2 separate regions of the Ovis aries genome follow, and region 2 is linked to region 1. Evidence: chromatin contacts called from public Hi-C data. All regions are on one chromosome and are shown on one strand. Each heading gives the region's core, a stretch centred on a gene start, on an enhancer-like site or on the middle of the called end of the contact. The rest is flanking DNA. Distances are from core to core; before and after follow the strand shown. Region 1 overlaps EBPL (EBP like). Region 2 holds the start of LOC132657287 (craniofacial development protein 2-like).

The links. A called contact is a pair of places that touch in the nucleus more often than the background predicts.
Region 2: a Hi-C map of muscle shows a contact between it and region 1, with 5 times the contacts expected there. The contact joins the promoter of LOC132657287 here to the enhancer-like site in region 1. A contact is called at or near these places in 12 of 16 Hi-C or Micro-C datasets (blood, hypothalamus, liver and 5 more).

What each region holds. Positions count from the first base shown.
Region 1 is chr10:19,523,546-19,528,915 of ARS-UI_Ramb_v3.0, forward strand. It overlaps EBPL (EBP like), which reads right to left. Exons shown (of 4, transcript XM_004012081.6): 4 at 3,566-5,370. Among named protein-coding and RNA genes, the nearest start is that of ARL11, 16 kb to the left of the region's middle. Within about 2 kb of position 2,211, at least 2 of the 54 cell types and tissues checked have an H3K27ac peak or open chromatin away from gene starts, as enhancers often do. A contact at or near this core is called in muscle, where this site is marked.
Region 2 is chr10:19,666,204-19,671,573 of ARS-UI_Ramb_v3.0, forward strand. It overlaps LOC132657287 (craniofacial development protein 2-like), which reads right to left and starts at 2,774. Exons shown (of 2, transcript XM_060394361.1): 1 at 1-2,774. It overlaps KPNA3 (karyopherin subunit alpha 3), which reads right to left and starts at 3,416. Exons shown (of 17, transcript XM_015098074.3): 1 at 3,316-3,416. The coding sequence starts at 3,384.

The sequences.
Region 1 (5,370 bases), core at 961-3,460:
TGGATGGAGGGTCCTTTTGTCGACACTGGGGTTGACCATGTGACTTTCTTTGGCCAGTGGGCTGTCAGCAGATAGACACAAGCAGGGGTTTGAATAGTGTTTGCATGCGGGGGTTTCCCTCTGCTGACTCTGCCATCAGAAGAACAAGCTTCAGCTGGCCTGCTGTCCGAGGAGGAGAGGAGGAGAGGCATGAGAGCAAAACCGCCAAGGACTTCCCTGGTGGTTAAGAGTCCACCTGCCAGCGCAGGGGATGTGGGTTCGATCCCTGCTCCGGGAGGATCCCACAAGACAAGCGGCAACTAAGCCCATGAACCACGACTCCTAAGCCTGCGCCCTCGAGCCCATGCTCTGCATCAAGAGAAGCCACCGCAATGAGAAACCCTCGCACCACAGCCAGAGAGTACCCCCTGCCCACTGCAACTGGAAGAAAGCCTGAGCATAGCAGCAAAGACCCAGCACAGCCAAAGACAAAATAATTTTAAAACAAACAAAAGCCTACTAAGTAGTCCAGAGACCTGAAGCCACGGCAGCCCAAGCGGAGATGGCCAGCTGAGGCCAGTCGGGATCATCCAGATCCCGGTCCCCCACAGGGCTCCAAACACAATGCTTACCACTGCATGCCACTGAGAAGATGGTGTGTCTTTCCCCCGCAGTGCTAGGTGACTAATACAGGCACTAAATGGTGGAAACCACCTATCTATAGTTTTATACCATGATTTCACTGGTTTATAAAATAATGCTCTAGGGTGGGATCCCAAGGTTGAATCATAAAAAGAGCTTGAGTCTTGAATCATTTACGAGTTAAGAAAAGAACTAACCTCAGACAGGGGTGGTGGATGGCAAATGTCCTACAAACTTGGCGTGTGCTTTGACATTTGTACAGAGGACAGTCTGACATGAACATGGTCACGCCAGGGGCGTATGGATGTTGAGAGGGAAAATGCAGTGGTAATGGCTACTTCTCAGTTTTGTGTGAAACTGCTTCTTGGAATTCTTAAGATTCCTTGGTTTTCCAATTTCACGTGCTCCCAGGAGTCGTCCCGGGCCATAAAACTCTCTTCCATCTTGTGGGTGTTCAGTTGATTCTAACTTAATGTGAACATACGGATTATATGCTATGCTGAGAGCAGGTTTTAGTTAAGAATGGAGAGCAGGCAATGGGTTCTGGAAGCCAGAGATTCTGGAATGGACTTAGAGATTCCTATACAATGTTGATCAAAGCAGAGAGGAAGAAGACAGCATGCAGCTGAGGGGGAGTGCACCTCAGCTGGCAGGACCTCTGGGATTTAATTGCACTCAGTCCTGTAACAAACCACCTTCGCTCTTCCTGCAGAACCATCTCTGCTTGGAATGGGGCTGCCAAGTGGGAGAGACTCAACCAAAAACGTGGGGGTCTGGGGATGTGAAGAGGAGGGAAACCAGGGATGAAGGACCAGTTCACAGATTCAAAGGCTGTGGTTCACATCTTGCTTGGATTTAATGGGGAAAAAAAAGAGGTAATACATTCTCAGAATGCCAGCCAGGGTAGCCAGGGCTGAAGTCTTCCAAGTCAGGACTGTGGGACTGATTCACTTAATAAAAGTTTCCTCCCAGGCCCAGGGGCTTCCCTGGTGGCTCAGACAGTAAAGTATCTGCCCACAATGCAGGAGACCCAGGTTTGATCCCTGGGTGGGGAAGATCCCCTGGAGAAGGGAATGGCAACCCACTCCAGTATTCTTGCCTGGAAAATCCCCATGGACAGAGGAGCCTGGCTGGCTACAGTCCGTGGGGTCACAAAGAGTCAGATGTGACTGAGCGGCTAACACTTTCACTTTCTTTCCCAGGCCCAGGGCAATCCAAGCAGATGCTGGGGAACACAGGATGAGAACTCAGAAGGCAGAAAGCAAGAGAAAGCAAGAAGATTGCTGTCTAAGGGGCTCCTGGCCTCAAAGCAAGCAGCACCCTCTGGGTGCTGATCTGGGGCGGGGGCGGGGAGGGGAGCACGAGGAAGAGGATTGCAACAGATGTGGAGGCATGGGGGGCCCCTCTCTCCCCTGCTGCCTCCCAATGGTTCGGCTACCAGGCAGGCCGGGAGGTGTTGGAGAGCCAGCGTGGAGAGGGATTAGGACTGGGGCAATGGTCCAGGCGGGACTGACTCACGATGAGCTCAGGTTCACTTTTGGGAGCAACTGGCGTCCAAGGAGATGCCATCTGGGGTGCAGATGCAGCCACGAGTCGAGGCAGCTGGCAGCTCTCACAACGTGGCTGTGGCATGTGGGCCAGCACTCCCCAAGCCTGGGTCTGTGAACCACCGGTTCCAAAGGTTGTGAAGGGCTGTTGGCCTGAAAAGAGGGTTCTGTGGTCCAACAAGCTTGGGAGGTGCTAGGTTTAATGGAATTACACAGGTTTCTCCACTGCAGGACATCTCAAAGCCCTTAATATGATGACAGGAATAGCCAGACTCTAAAGCAAGAACTGTGGTGTTGGAGAAGACTCTTGAGAGTCCCTTGGACTACACGGAGATCAAACCAGTCCATCCTGAAGGAAATCAACCCTGAATATTCATTGGACGGACTGATGCTGAAGCTCCAATACTTTGGCCACCTGATGTGAAGAGCCGACTCATTGGAAAAGACCCTGATGCTGGGAAATATTGAGGGCAGGAGGAGAAGGGGACGACAGAGGATGAGATGGTTGGATGGCATCACCGACTCAATGGACATGAGCTTGAGCAAGCTCCGGGAGATGGTGAAGGACAGGGAAGCCCGGCGTGCTGCAGTCCATGGGGTCACAAAGAGTCAGACACGACTGAGTGGCTGAACGACAAGAAAAGGCAGGCAGAATGAGAGGATACAGGTTTCGATCATGATCACAGAACCCTTTCTGCACAGAACAGAACTTCGGGCTAGTGAACTACTGACACTTTCCAGAGTGGGACACTAAAAATACCCCAGCCACCTGATGCCCAAGCGGGCAGTAAATCACTGGCCTGCAAGCTCCAGAATGCAGGCCAGGCCTGCCCTACCTACCGTGGCCGCTGGTGGCTGACCCTTGCCAGATGGCCCAAGTCTACTTCTTTGCACCCAGGCAGCCAGTGGGGCTAGGAGGAGAGGGGCCCCCAGGAGGCAGGAAGCTGCTGCAGGTGCATCCTGGGTGTGGGGTGGTTAGAGGTGGGTGTGTCATGGGAGGAAACGGGGTTCCCCAGGAAAGGGCAGTGGCTTCCACAGTGACAATTGCTTTACTATTATAAATATAATCGGGGCATCCCATCAGAACCCACAGATCAGCCGCTCAAATTACCCCACGGCCGCCAGATGTCGCTGTTGCGGGGAGCATGAATTTGCGGTCCTATCTCCCTACAGGCAATGACTTTACCGAGACAGCTCAAATTGTGGGCGCTCAGAAGCCCATGAGACCCACTCAATTCCTGCAACTCAACTGGGTGAGACCCTGCTTCCAGTTCTTAGTGATTAGATCCCACCTCCAGCACCCCTGGGACCAAAAGCAGTCTGACTCCCAGAATGTAACCAAGAAATGCCAAAAATCTGTGCCCGGTTCCTTTTAGCACAAAACAGCAAATCAGAAATGAGAGGCCAAGACAGAATATTTATTTTTTTAACTAAAATGCATCATCAGCAAACACAGAACAATGAAATTGAGAGGCTCCTCAAGTATAATGAATAGACCCAGATGATCAAAAATGTACTGAGCTTGAATTTTTTTGACCATTAAAAAATCCACAAAACTGAATGATTTTCATAGCTTGCAGGCTTCTGGCAACATGTCTAACAAGGTTGGACTTGAAAAAGTACTTATTTGATGTGGAGAGTCTTTTAAGTCTTTGTTGAACTTGTTACAAAATTGCTACATTTTATGTTTTCTAGGAGGCCCATGGAATCTTAGCTCCAGGCCAGGGATAAAACCTGTACCCACTGCATCAGAAGGTGAAGACTTGACCAATGGCCTCCCAGGGAAGTCCCTAAAAGTACTTTAAGTGAACTCTGTTCTAGTTCACTAAAAAGCTATGTGGACTTGGGCAGGTTATCCAACCTCTCTGAGCCTTAGTCTCCGTGTGTGTGAACTGAACCTACCCAGGCCCCACCCCGCTTTTAAAACATTTTTATTGGAGTATAGTTGCTTTACAATGTTGTTAATTTCTGCTGTACAACAAAGTGATTCAGTTACATACACACACACACACATATATACACACATCCATTTTTTAGATTTCCTTCCCATTTAGGTCACCACAGAACATTGCGTTGCCCATGCTATACAGTAGGTTCTCATCAGTCATCTATTTTATATATAGGAGTAAATGTCAATCCCAATCTCCCAATTCCTCTTCCCCTACTCCCCGCTCAAGGCCCCTTTAAACAATATATGAGTCTAGGATTCTAAGTGTGGCCTTGAAGGGCCCATGTGCAGCTGGGAAGGTGGACATCAAAAATAACAAAACAATACGAGGCCACTTAAGTGACACAGACAAGGGCTGCAAGAATGCAGAGTCCTGCTCTTCTGACTGGGGGACTGAGAGAGGCTTCCAAAGGGGAAGGGATTCAACACCTGAAACGCAGCACTGCAGCACGCTCAGCACACTTGATCCCTCCCTTGAAGAGCTGGGAGGCGGCCAATCCAATATTTTAAGATGTCAACTTGATCTGTGTGGACACAAACATCTAAGGAAACTGGTTTCCAAAAATAAATGATAACTGCTACCTATCGGTCCCTGTGAGCGCATGAATTTCTCAAGGATGGGGGCATGTTCTGTAATTCTATCCAGCTGGTTCGGTGTGGACAAGTATAGTATACTGCTAGTTCCTGGATGATAAATCTGGGGCAAGGGAGAGAGAGGAAGGGAGCGGGGAGGTTAAAACCCTTCTTCACATGTTAAAAGTGTCCTCTCCCACCTATGTTAATACATGCACAGGCAACAGCTTGAGAAATGGAAACTAAATTTGTAATAGCGATCCTATCTGATGATACTGGGGGTTAATTATTTTTCTTTTTGCTTATCTGGATTTTCCATTTTTTATCAACGGGCATGGATCAATTGTATTTTTTAAATGCAAATATATCCGGGAAGGATGATACATCCAACCACTATCAGTTACTAGCACCTTAATATAAATTAAAGGATGTGATCTGCGTCCTACACTGAAACAGGGGTTTTGTTGTCGGGTCAGCCGGAATGTCAAGGCAGCGGAAAGGGAGAGAAAATGTAGAGTTTCTAAAAGGACAGTGAGTAGAGGAGGCCTGCCAGGGTAATTATGGACCTTGAGGGAGTTTTACAAGAGTAAGGACAGCAACAGTTAACCTTTCTCAAGGCTTTATCCAATTATTCTCATTATAAATTATTTTTAGATCCAAACTCCAGCTTCCGTAACGAAC
Region 2 (5,370 bases), core at 1,524-4,023, 140 kb after region 1:
AAGCTCAGGATAACTTTTATCTCCTTTCTCTCCACTGAGTTTTACAAAGAAGAGAAAGGAAGGGGAGGAGGTTCAAATCCTCATTCTACGTTAGGACCAGCCCCGGTCTTAATTTTTTGGCAAATTCCTCCTTACATATGGGTAACAGTACCTTTACTCCAAAATTTATTCTAGTTATCTCTGCCCAGTCACCTTTTTCCATCGCTGTTATCATGTTACACCTCCTAATCCTACTCTGAAATAAATTTCTTCATATCTCCTTATCAAGAAGTTTCTTATCAACAACTTTTTGCCACAAAAATATTCTCAAACCACCACAGGCAACCTTAAAGCCCATCTCTTCCCTCCTTCATCTAACTTCTCTTCTTTTTCACCCAGATCTTTATTCACGAATTTCCTGTGTGCCCAGTACAAGTTTAGTACATCCGTTCTATGAAATTCGCCAACCTTTCGTTTATGAAGCCATTCCCAATTGAATGACTATGAAACTGCATTCTTCCCCTAGTCACAATTCCCTGGCATAACTCCACACTTTTTTTTTTTTTTTTTTAGAAACTATGTGTTTTATTCTTACACCTAGCATCTTGTGTATTGGCTGGCTATATAATCTGTAATGTTTTTATTTTTTATCTGTTCTGTAGGAGAAAAGACAGGAATGATTGATAGCTCAGCAAAGTATATTTCACTGTTTTTTTAACAGACTGATAATCACTACTATTTAGTCACAGAGCTAAGTTGCAACCTAAGTTTCTAGTATAATAGTTTCTAAAAAGGATAAGACTAAACTAGATAAGGTGTCTAGTGTCAGTTATACCAAATTCCACAATAAAGGCACTTGAGCAGATCTGACCCCAGTTCACCCTTTAGTCACATTTCTAGCATCCCTCTCTCTTAGCAGTCCAGCTACAGTGGTAACTAAAGAGCCCTACATTCTCAGGACTCTTTGGTTACTGCTCCCTCACGTCTGAAATGCCCCTTCCTTGCCCTCTCCCTCTCCCAACTTCCTTGCATCCTTCAGGATCTACTCATTCCCATTCATCCACTAGGAATCAACCAGAACATCTCCCTTGACTGCTCAGCTCCAAGTCAGGATCTCCTCATGCATTCTCAGCATACACTTATTGATGTCACTGCACTGTAGTGATCAGTTTACTTTCCTACACTCCTACTGAACTATAAAAGTAAACTCCTCCAGGTACAGACTGAGCAACCTTATATACCCAACAGACAATGAGTGAATGCTCACACCCACTCCATGACCTTGTGCAGCCTGTACAAGCAGTCCTGAGCTTCTCATCTTAAGTACTTTCCTTCTGTAAAGTGGGGATAATGCTACACCTTGCTCACAAAGTTGTCCTAAGAACTAAAAGCGGTTATCAATGAAGCTCTTAGTAAAGTGCCTGCCATGTGGAACTACCATTTCAATGTCTGCTACTTCATGCCTTAGATTCCTTCCTGTATCCTGGGAATCGTAATGCTGTGATCAATACTTTCAGGCTGGAAGGCTTAGTTAGCAACCAGTCATCTTTTTCATGCATCTAGAAGTTACTGGTTACCGTCTGATCATCAGCAGGCATTTACGTGTGCCTATTATGTGCAGGAGTCCTTTCTAGGTTATCACTGAGTTCCCAGAACACAACAGAGGCAAAAAAAAAAAAAAAAAAAAAAAGACAAAAACCTGTACCAACACCCAGAAGCAGAAAGATTGTTAATTACTTCGATACAAACAATACCAGAATGTTTCAAACTACATTAAGCTTTGCTTTATAACTGGTGTAAGCTTCAAGAACAAATACTGATGGGAAAAGTTCAAAATTAACTTCTATCATCAAGTGGACCAAAAATCAGAGGCAGTCCGCAAATTTCTTGTTGCTATTCCTAAGTTTCACTTTTACTTAAAAGTATTTCTCATAAAAGAAGCTTAACCATGACCACGACAGACATAGATGACCTTAATTTGTCTCAGTCAAATGGGAATTCCACGTATTTCCTAATTAGTATTTAATTTGGCAGCTCCGAAAAATAGCCTGAGTTTTCTGTTTTTCTAGAAAACAGAACGTTGAATGGCATATCCCCACCACCACCACCTTCTCTCTTTAAGACAGGACAAAATGCACACTTTCTTAAGTCACACTGGCCTCTGAGCAAGAATAACAAAACTGCAAATTATGTCACCTGGTATTAGAAAAGGAGGCTGTGGACCTGAAACACCTTCCCCCTAGCAAATCCAGAGGTCAGAGTCCCAGGGAAGTTTCTGCACCACACTACACGGCGTTCAGTAGCTGCAGAGAGACCTCTAGCGCTGCCTGCAGAAGCCGAGTTTGCAAACAGTACCTGCTAATGTCACCTTAATGAGACAATGGCAACATGCTGAGTAGCAACGAACTGAGTGACCGCGATGAATGTTTACAGTTTTGCAACCACTTGGACATTCTACCAGCTTACAGCAAGAGGCCCTCCAAGCCTCTTTATTTCAGTACAACGTGTCAAAGGAATGATCCTTCTATGCACACCCCCTCCGCTACAAGAAAAGGCTAAGAAAACAGGTCCTGGGAGCGGAGGTCGGAACAACGTCTCTTCCAAAGCCCTCCACACAATAGACGGGAAACTATTGTCCACCTTCGGCTTGCTCCAAATGCCAGCGGTTAACGAGAGTACAAGCTGGGAGAAGCTCAGCACGACTGCTCCGGGGAACCGCACCGGGTTATAAGAAAATGGTCCTGGCGCATCCTACCCTCCCCCATCCGCCACCCTCAAACAAGTCGGTTACCCAGCTGGTCCCCACCCCCCTCTGCGGGCCGCCACCGCCCGCCTGGGCCCGGCTCGCCGAAGGTAGGCGCGGGGACCGGCGGAGCCGAGGCTCCATGTGCGGCAGCGCGGGAGGCGCTGAGGGGGCCGTGCCGGGCGGGAGGCTGCACCGCGAGCCGGGCGAGAGCCGCGCCGCCCCCTCAGCGTGGCGGTCGAAAGACCGCGGCCGCAGCATCCCCGGCGCGCGAGGCCCCGGCCCGCGGACCCCGCCTCAGCTCCACACCTCTTCCTCGCCGACAGCAGGCCGCGCCCGCGTGACGGGGCCGAAAACCCCGGCATTTCCCGGTCTCCGCACCGGGCAGCCGCCGCTGGCGGCTGCAGCCCGGACCGCCACCCGCCTCCCGCCGCCCGGCCGCAGGGACGGGAGGCGGCGGCCAACTCCGACCCATCGCGGGCCGGCGAGAACCAGCCCGGTCGCGCCGGCCCCCCGCCCCTCCTCGCCGCCTCAGGGCCGGCGCGACCGGGAGGGCGAGCCGGTTGGGCCCCCCGCCGCGGAAGCACACTCACCTCCACATCTCGGCCCTTATTCTTGAAGCTCTTGATGCGGTGGTTCTCCAAGCCGGGGTTCTCGGCCATGGCTGCGCGCGGCTCTGGCGGCGGCTACTCCTGCGGCTGCGGCGGCGGCGGCGGCGAGTCTTGGCGAGGGAGGGGTAGGTGGGGGAGGGCGGGAGAGGGGAAGGGCGGGGGAGGGGGAGAGGCGAGCACGTTCCGTGACGCCTCCGAGCGCGAGGTGGCAGCAGCGCCGGGGGAAGCTCGGGCCGATGGACGCGAGGGGCGGGGCGGGGCGGGAACAGCGCTGAAGAGAGCCGCGGGCGCCGGAGGGGGCTGGAGTCACGTGACGGCCTCCGGCCTGGATGCTCAGCCGGCTGGACGCGCCTGACGGTTCTCGGAGTGACCCCCACCCCCCGACTCTCTCACCCTCCAGAGAGCCCTTCCTACAACCCTTCGGAGCTTCCAGTCCTGTGCCAGGAATGGAGCCAGACTTGGCGGCTTTTTACTGCCCGTTCAGACCCGGGGCTGCGGCCGGAAACTACAGTTCCCAGCATGCCATTCTTCGGCGGGGGTAATTTTCTCAGCCTGCAAAGCACCCAGAGAATGCCGGGAACCCTAAGCGCGCGGCTTTCTGCGCGGGGCGCTCGGAGAGCCTGGGCGCGGGGCTCCGCCCCCAAGACCGCCTCTGGGCGGGACTGTGGGAGGAGCTTCCCAGGAGACGGCTCTTGCGCCTATTGGGAGGGAGGGGGGCGGGACTTCGAAGGAGGCTTCCAAGAAAATTAGAAACGGATCCATGGTTCCTGCTTTGCTCCTTTGCTTGTTTGGCCGGGGTCACCTAAGACAGCACCCACCTTCACTTGCTGTTCCCTTGCTCTGCTTTGGTTTTATAATTAGCATTTATCTCCACGTTACACATACATATGTATGTTATATGTGTGTTTATGTGTGTGTGTTACCTGGTTTGCCGCATTGGAATTAGCGCAGTAAAAGTAGCGACAGTGGTGGGTCTATTGCTGAAGCCCTTTGTTAATACAGTGCCTGGCACGTCATGAATAACCAATAAATACTTGAACTGATTAGCGCTCTAGCGTCTGTTTTTTCACCATCGTCCCAGGCTCCGTTCTGCAACCTCCACCCTGGCAGTTCCTGTATTCATGTATCCCTAATACCTCATAACTTTCCTTCCAAGGAGTCGTCTTTTAATTTCATGGCTGCAATCACCATCTGCAGTGATTTTGGAGCCCCCCAAAATAAAGTCTGACACTGTTTCCACTGTTTCCCATCTATTTCCCATGAGTGATGGGACCAGATGCCATGATCTTCGTTTTCTGAATGTTGAGCTTTAAGCCAACTTTTTCACTCTCCTCTTTCACTTTCATCAAGAGGCTTTTAGTTCCTCTTCACTTTCTGCCATAAGGGTGGTGTCATCTGCATATCTGAGGTTATTGATATTTCTCCTGGCAATCTTGATTCCAGCTTGTGCTTCTTCCAGCCCAGCGTTTCTCATGATGTACTCTGCATAGAAGTTAAATAAGCAGGGTGACAATATACAGCCTTGACATACTCCTTTTCCTATCTGGAACCAGTCTGTTGTTCCATGTCCAGTTCTAACTGTTGCTTCCTGACCTGCATAGAGGTTTCTCAAGAGGCAGGTCAGGTGGTCTGTATTCCCATCTCTTTCAGAATTTTCCACAGTTTATTGTGATCCACACAGTCAAAGGCTTTGGCATAGTCAATAAAGCAGAAATAGATATTTTTCTGGAAGGAATGATGCTAAAGCTGAAACTCCAATAGTTTAGCCACCACATGCGAAGAGTTGACTCATTGGAAAAGACCCTGATGCTGGGAGGGATTGGGGGCAGGAGGAGAAGGGGACCACAGAGGATGAGATGGCTGGATGGCATCACCGACTCAATGGACGTGAGTTTGAGTGAACTCTGGGAGTTAGTGACGCACAGGGAGGCCTGGCGTGCTGCAATTTATGGGGTCGCAAAGAGTCGGACACGACTGAGCGACTGAACTGAATACCTCTGTTTCACCACCATACATAATATCAGCGTTCAAGAAGTA